Linked DNA regions of Rattus norvegicus: region 2 is linked to region 1. A link is a contact called in public Hi-C data. All regions are on one chromosome and are shown on one strand. The core of a region is the stretch at or near the end of the contact, and the rest is flanking DNA. Distances in the headings are between cores, read along the strand shown. Region 1 holds the start of Accsl (1-aminocyclopropane-1-carboxylate synthase-like). Region 2 holds the start of Alkbh3 (alkB homolog 3, alpha-ketoglutarate-dependent dioxygenase).

Evidence for each region. A called contact is a pair of places that touch in the nucleus more often than the background predicts.
Region 2: a contact with region 1 is called in a Hi-C map of liver, with 6 times the contacts expected there. The contact joins the promoter of Alkbh3 here to the promoter of Accsl in region 1. A contact is called at or near these places in 12 of 12 Hi-C or Micro-C datasets (the A7r5 cell line, the Rat2 cell line, Schwann cells and 7 more) and 1 of 1 datasets of contacts at active chromatin or transcription factors (oligodendrocytes).

What each region holds. Positions count from the first base shown.
Region 1 is chr3:100,294,081-100,298,172 of GRCr8, reverse strand. It overlaps Accsl (1-aminocyclopropane-1-carboxylate synthase-like), which reads left to right and starts at 1,659. Exons shown (of 15, transcript NM_001109594.1): 1 at 1,659-1,719. The coding sequence starts at 1,698.
Region 2 is chr3:100,425,412-100,428,999 of GRCr8, reverse strand. It overlaps Alkbh3 (alkB homolog 3, alpha-ketoglutarate-dependent dioxygenase), which reads left to right and starts at 1,719. Exons shown (of 10, transcript NM_001014180.1): 1 at 1,719-1,778.

The DNA of each region.
Region 1 (4,092 bases), core at 410-2,909:
TAGCACTGGCTGCTCTTCCAGAGGTCCTGAGTTCAATTCCCAGCAACCATGGGTGGTTCATGACCTATAGAAGGATCTGATGCCCTTTTCTGCCATGCAGGTATACATACAGCAGAGCATTCATACATAAAATAAATAAATAAACAAAAAAATTAAAACTCAATATACTGTAGTATAAACAAGTGATAATCAAGATCCCTCTCTGTTTGTCTTGGAACCAGAGAGCAGAGAAGCCTACATACAGCCAGACCTTAGTTGATGCCTTAGGGTATCCACTCACCCACCCACCCACCCACCCAGCCGGCCATTCACCCACCCACCCAGCCAGCTACTCACCCACTCACCCACCCAGCCATTCACCCACCCACCCAGCCATTCACCCACCCACCTACCCACCCAGCTACTCACCCACTCATCCACCCACCTACCCACTCATCCATTTACTTACAAGGTATTAACATCCATTAATATTTTGAAACTTTAGGCAAACAACTTTGGAAAGACAGAAGGTTTATCTCCATGCATGGTTTTGAAGGCTTTATTTAATTCACAGTTGCTTGGCTCTGTTTTAAAAATGAAAGGCCTGGGGTTGGGGATTTAGCTCAGTGGTAGAGCGCTTGCCTAGCAAGCGCAAGGCCCTGGGTTCGGTCCTCAGCTCTGAAAAAAAGAAAAAAAAAAAAAGGAAGGCCTAATGAGGGGGGAAAGCTGTCATGTGGTGAAAGGAGGAGTGGGCGGTAGCAGCCCAGAGTCCTGGGGCCCCCTAGACCTACTACACCAGCACCTGGCTGTGGGCCAGACATATTTTTTGAGACAGGGTCTCACTATGTAAACCAGGCTGTACTTGAACTCAGGGAGGCCCTCCTGTCTCTGCTTCCCAAGTTCTGGGATTAAATGCATGTGCCACCTCCTCACCTGGATCACTTTTCTTTTAAAGTCTGAGAACAGGGCGTGGGTATTCTGGAAGGATAGGCTACTTTGGGTCCTCATCTGTTCCTGAACAGTCACAGAAAGCTCAGGCACAGTTGAGACGTTTCACATAACCCCACCTGCCCATCATATCAGCACATGCCCATCCCCCATTTAGTCTTCGCACCACCTGGGGTATGGATTTACTGGCCTCTGTCTTTAGTAAGGAGAAAGGGGACACTTGCCAAAACCTCACAGGCAGGAGGCCCTAAGTCCTGGGCTCTAGGGGATGGTGCCTGGGATCCTGGAGCTCTGCCCCAGGTCTCTTTATGCAGTAGTCCCTCCTGTCCTGATTAAACCCCACTTCAGCCTACTTTCAAACATGGCCTCCTCAGAAATGGGGAGGCACCAAAGGCTTTGAGCAGGCCCCTCTCCCTCTGGTGGCTCTCCATTGTCGGTGAGGACTTGCCTGTGCACACAGGCCCTGGCTTTAGGCTCCTTCGAAGAGCAGGGGCCCTCACAGCTCGTGAACACTTCAGCTGATGCCAATACACTTCAGATTTGCTTCAGCAGGAAACGCCATGGAGCCAGCTCTCTGTAATGATGCCAAGGCCATTTTAGGTAACAGGGAGCTGCTGGGCAGATGGCTCCAGAAGGGAGAAAGATGGAACTCATTACCCTGAGAGCCACCTTGTGCTTAAAAGGGAGAGGAGGGGGGCGGTGGAACAAGCTTCTGCTCTCTGAATGATGAGGACACTCCAGGGGGGCATAAGGATTTAGACTTTATAGACATGAGTGAAAATGGAAAAGAAGGTGAGCTTGGTGGGGTGACACAAGGTGAGGATGGAGGGAGGTAGGAACTTTGGACCACAGCGTCCTGGAGCTTAAAGCAAAGTGGAGGTTTATTGTCAACTGGCTTAGACCTAACGTTGTAATACAACATTCTCTATAAAGTTGGTGCTTGAGAACTGGGCAATGGAGTTACGGAAGGAAAGCAACAGGAACCTCGATGTTTTACGTTTTGACTTTGTGTTGGGTTGAATCATGTCTGTGCTGGGGCACATTAGGCACAGCAACTATAGGCTGATGTGCCCGGAACCTTCCCTGATAAACACTTCCTATGTCTGTGTCTAGTAGACTTGATTCATTCCTTTGGGCCTCTGGTTTCTCGTCCATCAAGCAAGACTTGTGGAGCTAAGTGGAAAGATAGACCAGGTGAAGCTGAGAGGAACCTGACACTAGCCGTGAGCTGAGCCCTGCCTGGCTCCATCCCCCTTCCACAGCTCATGGCAGCAGCCACTTCTCTCATCCTGACACTGATTTTAACCAACATGGAGGATGAGTAGACATTGGAAGGTAGATGAGGGCCGGCTTGGGGACACTAAAGTCAAGGTATAGCTGAGGGGTTTGAAGGATAGGATTGATGAACCCCAATTCTAACAGTTAGGGCTCAGATTTAGGGGAAACGTTTCTTTGTGCTACAACATCATTTATGATAGACATTTCCTATATAAGAAGTCTTGGCAGAGTCCCCAATTTCTAAGTTCCCTAATGACCTTAACCCATGTTCACTTCCTTCTTAAAGTCTTCCAGGAGAATGCGTTGCTGTGTGCATGCATATAGAGAGGGGAGAGGTCCATGTTGAGTGTCTTGATCAGTCTCTCCACCTTGTGTTTTAGATAAAAATCTTACAGATGCTCTCTTAGCTAGATTGGCTGGCCACCGAACCTCCTAGATGTTGCAGAGTGTGTTTAATACTTTGCAGTGTGGATACTATACATGTGCAGAAGAAGCAATGCGGCTTTAGACATGTGTGTGGTGTTGCTGTTGTTGCTTGGAAGAAGCTGGGGATCACAGCATATGGTGGAAAAGGCATAAGCCTAGTTTTTGGGGTGGAGGTTGTCTTAAAGAATGAGAGGCAGTTGCCAGCCCCATCACCTAGAGTTTGCTTCTTGGTTTGTTTTGCTGGTTCACTGAGGCATTAAGAAGGTACTTCTTGGTCGTCTCTGGTATTCCTACCTGATTTTAGAAACATTGGTAGCACGTTCATTGAGTACAGTCTGGGAGCTTGAAATATTAGAAAGAAATATTTTTGGCTCTTACCCCAACCCTTATCCAACCAAAGTCCAGGGACTTGGCTTCACTATCTGAGGCTTATGTCACACTGCTAGGTGATTCAGATGGACCAAACCTGAGGCTGCACCCTGAGCTAGAGAGACTAGAAGTGAAAGCCCATAACAGCTGTCATGGCATAATAGGAATCGTGTGAGGTCAGGATGGGAGGGGCTAGGTATCTGGTATTGACAATCTTGGTGGAGGATGGGGAAACAAACAAAAAGAAAGGTTTATATTCTAAAACGGATTTGGCAACCCTTTTCAATAAGGTCCAGATAATAACTAGCTGAAGCTTTGGGGGCTGAAGGACTGGCTCAGCAGTTGTGCTTGCTGCTCTTCTAGCGGACCAGGTGTGATTTTTACCACTTGCACGTGTGCTCAACAATCTGTAGCTTCAGTTCTAGCATATCTAGCACTCCCTCTGATCTCCATGGACACTGCATGCATGTGGTGTACAAACATAGTACAGGTCAAATACACACACACATACACACACAAGCATACACACACAAGCATACACACACAAGCATACACACACAAGCATACACACACATGCATACACACACATGCATACACACATGCATACACACACATGCATACACACACACGCATACACACACACACGCTCACAGACACACGCGCTCACACATTCTCACACTCACACACTCTCACACACTCTCACACACTCTCTCACACTCTCTCACTCTCACACTCACTCTCACTCACTCTCACACTCACTCTCACACTCACTCTCACACTCACTCTCACACACACTCACTCACACACACTCACACACACTCACTCACACACACTCACTCACACACACTCACTCACACACACTCACACACACTCACTCACACACACTCACTCACACACACTCACTCACACACACTCTCACACACACACACTCACACACACACACTCACACACACACGCATGCACGTACCCCTCCTCCAGCTTGGTTTTTCTAGACAGGATTTCTCAGTATAGCCTTGGCTCTCCTGAAACTCGTTCTGTAGACCAAGTCAGCCTCAAACTCATAGTTGTGCCTGCTTCTGTCCCCACCAAGTG
Region 2 (3,588 bases), core at 470-2,969, 130 kb before region 1:
CTAGGTGATGGAGAAAAAAAGTCAAAATTACAGTCCAGCTCGCTCTCCTTTCAGTCCTGGGATAAATCATTTTTTCTTTCAATGTTACAAAATGTAACAAAAAATAGATGCTGTGAGTGCCAGCAATATGGGTACCGTGGTCAGAACACGGGGCTTACTACAGCCAACTGCTATTTAGTACCAACACCAGGGGAATTGGGATTGCCTCCTGGAGGTGTTAGTTCCATAAGTGAAGAATTTAGGAATAGTTCAAATAGAAGGATAAGGACAATTTTATTAGTTTAAAAGAAAAACACGCCAAACATCTGAGGGCAGGTAAACTGTAGGCAGCTGCCCAGAGGAAGAGAATGGGAGGGGTGCTGTTTAAGTGGGCATGAAGGTCAGACACTGAGTGGACAAGCAGCGATCATGAAAGAGAAGGAAGCATTAGAGAAAGAGTAAGGAAACACAGAATGCTGGCAGAAGCCTGAAGTGTTAAGCATGCTTAGAGCATAGGCAGCAAGAAAGGTAAGCTATGGTTTTTTAGCTTGGTTGTTGTATTTAGTTTTTGTTGTTTAGTTTCATTTTTAGTTTTTGTTTTAGATAATTCAGAAAAGCAGGAAGACTTGGAACCAGCATGACAATGCTAGAGGGTGGGAATCAGAGAAGGAAAGTACAGTATTTCATAAAGGACTAATTAGTGCACTTATCTCTTTAGTGTTGCTTAATGTAAGCCTACCTTCCTAAGGGTAGCCCTTGGGCCAGCTGATTGACCCAGACCAAGAGAAATGCCAGGTCTCCACTCAGGACGCAGATTTTATTCTTTTGACCAGAAAGAGATTTTTCTTAAAGAACATTTATTGGTACCCTGACAGTGTCAGGCTTATTTGAGAGATTTCCACAATGATCATATTTTGGTAAATTTTAGAGAACAATTTGCAGAAAATAGTTGACTCAGTGCTACAGTTAGAATTGTCAAATTATGAGACATGGCTTAACCGGGCTTCTTTAAAGATGCTTGTCAGGAGGTCAGGTGGGTGAAAAGGCACTTTGCGCTATCTTGAATTATTAGATTTATATAGTGTTCCAGACACTGTTATCTCATTTAATCCCACTAAGAGGAGCTATGGCCTCTTAAAAAGTAAGCGGAGCACTTGCCCCAAATGGTGGCATTGCAATGAAATTTAGACAGATCTGTGGACTCAAGTAAAGTTTACTTAGCACTGAGGAACTCAGTCAAATAAGGCCTGCTTTCATGTTCCACCGTAAATGATGTGTAGAAAAGATGGGCACGCTACGTTGAGAACAAAGTGCACCTTAGACTCTTCATGGTTTTCGAGGTAACAAGAGAATTCTATAGCTGAACACATGACCCAAGTCCTCCCCACTCCGGAATCAGTAGAAGTTCCGGGAGACTGCGGTTGCCCTTTGCACAAGAGAACAAAGATGCCAGCACTAGTTTCGGGAATTTATGCCCTGAGGACCTAGGCCTAAGAGGCTCATCTTCATTCCCACCTCCGCCTCACCAGGGCCACCATCAGCCCCCAATTCCTGTCCCCAGTTCCGACCTTATTCCCTTCAGCATCTCCATCCGGCCCTTTAGGCGCCAGGGATGCGGGGCGACCCGGACTCCCGGCTACCCACAGGAAGCGGTGGCAGGGTGTAACAGAAGAGGAAGTACGTGTAACGGAGGCCAGTGGTTGGGCGTTGCAGGAGTTGGTGTCTCACTCTGAAGTTCCCCGGCGTCCGGACAGCTGAGCGGCTAACGAAAGTCGGAAACTTTTCTCAGGCCCAGCCAGGTTGGTCCGGTGAGCCCAGCTCCTGGTGTGCTGGCTGAGAAACGGGGTGGGCGTGTGAGGACTGCCTGAGGGTCTGTTCCTAGGCCACCGACTGAAAGGGTATCGGTCTAAATTAGGGAAAGGAAACCCAGCCCTACCCCTTAGCAGGCCATTTCACTTTACCTTAACCTTGAGGGCGGAACTGACTCTTCTGCTAGCGAGGAAGAGGCCAGAGTTCTGATGGCCGTGTCAGCTGCCACAGGGTGGTTTGCAGGTGGGACAGGGACAGATCTGCATTCCAAGCAAGTTCCCACTACCGCCAAACCCTTGTTCTTTTTATAGTTTTCAAGTTTCGAGTCCCAGGGTGGTGGGACCTTGTTTAGTGCATAAGTTCTGGGACTCCAGGAACTAAGTCTCAGCCAGCGCTCTGGGGTTTTTATTTTCACCCGTTGCCTTAGACAAGTCACATCAAGGTGAGCAGGTCAGAAGCCTTCGTTGACTACTATTAGTCTTATGCCTTTAGGACCTCAGAGAATATGGTACAAGGGGACTTTCTTACACATTTCATAAGCCTGGAGAGTTAGATTTGATTGTGTCATTAACTCTTTGGCAATTGACAGCTTCTACAAGTCCCTACCTGGTAAGTGATAAGCACTCGACAGGTTGTCGATGATGAGACAGGGTCTCAGTATTTAGCTCAAGCCTCCTAAATGCTGGGATTACTGGTGTGTGCCAGTTAAGTCGTAATGTCTAACTCCTAAGGAAATTTAAGCAGAGCCCTGAGCCTGGATCTGCTCTATTGGATCAGAAGGTCGAGGAGATGGGGCCTGGGAATCTGTAGTCTGAGCAATAACATGAGTGGACCGTCTTTGTGAACGTGAAGCTTTCTAGACCCATAGAGAAGTAGCTGGTAGATTCAGAGCACGTAGCCTGACCCTTCTGAATTCTGTATTTGCTACAGGGTAAACTTTGGGCAAAAAATGTAGAGGGTTTGATTATCTCAAGGCTGGAACCTGATAAGAGTTTAACTTTTCATCAGGATTGATTTCCCAAGTGACTTTGTAAGTCACTAAACCTTCTGATCCCTATGCATATTAATGTATCTTACCCTTTGCTGCTTATTATAAACATAGAAATAGAATCGTTCCTAAACCGTAGTTTTAAAAGTGGTACATGGATATTTTAGATTTTCATTTCAACCTTAATTTTTTTTTTTTTTGGTTCTTTTTTTCGGAGCTGGGGATCGAACCCAGGGCCTTGCGCTTCCTAGGTATCAACCTTAATTTTAAAGTTGACAAATTATTGTTCCTATTTACGGGATGCTGTGACATTCTGATATATGCTTTTGATATAGAATGAGTGCATCGAATTAATACATCTCTTACCTCACATACCTTTTTTGTGATGGAAATAATGAAAATCTACTCTTAGTAACTGAAGTATCCAGTGGTTTGGTCTTTATGGTCATTGTTCTGTGCAGGAGTTTAGTAAAGCTTCCTGTTGTCCAAGTGAAACTGTACTTTGAATCCACAACAAACCCATCTAGCTCCCTTCCCTAGTGTGAGTTCATGTAGCATTTGTGTCTCTGTGCTTCTCTTACCTCATGTAGCTGAAGTCCTTCAGGTTTCCCTGTCATGGATGTGTTTAAAGCCTCCAAGGGAAGTTCTGCACAGCCTGTGGTAAGCAGTAGTGCACTGGGGAACCTGGTCTTGGCCTACTTTTCAATATTCACGTTGTGGACAATGGGAATGTTATAGTTGCACATATTCTCCCATGGAGCGCCATATGAATAACACGGTTTGTGGTGGACTGCCTACGGTGAAAGGGCTTG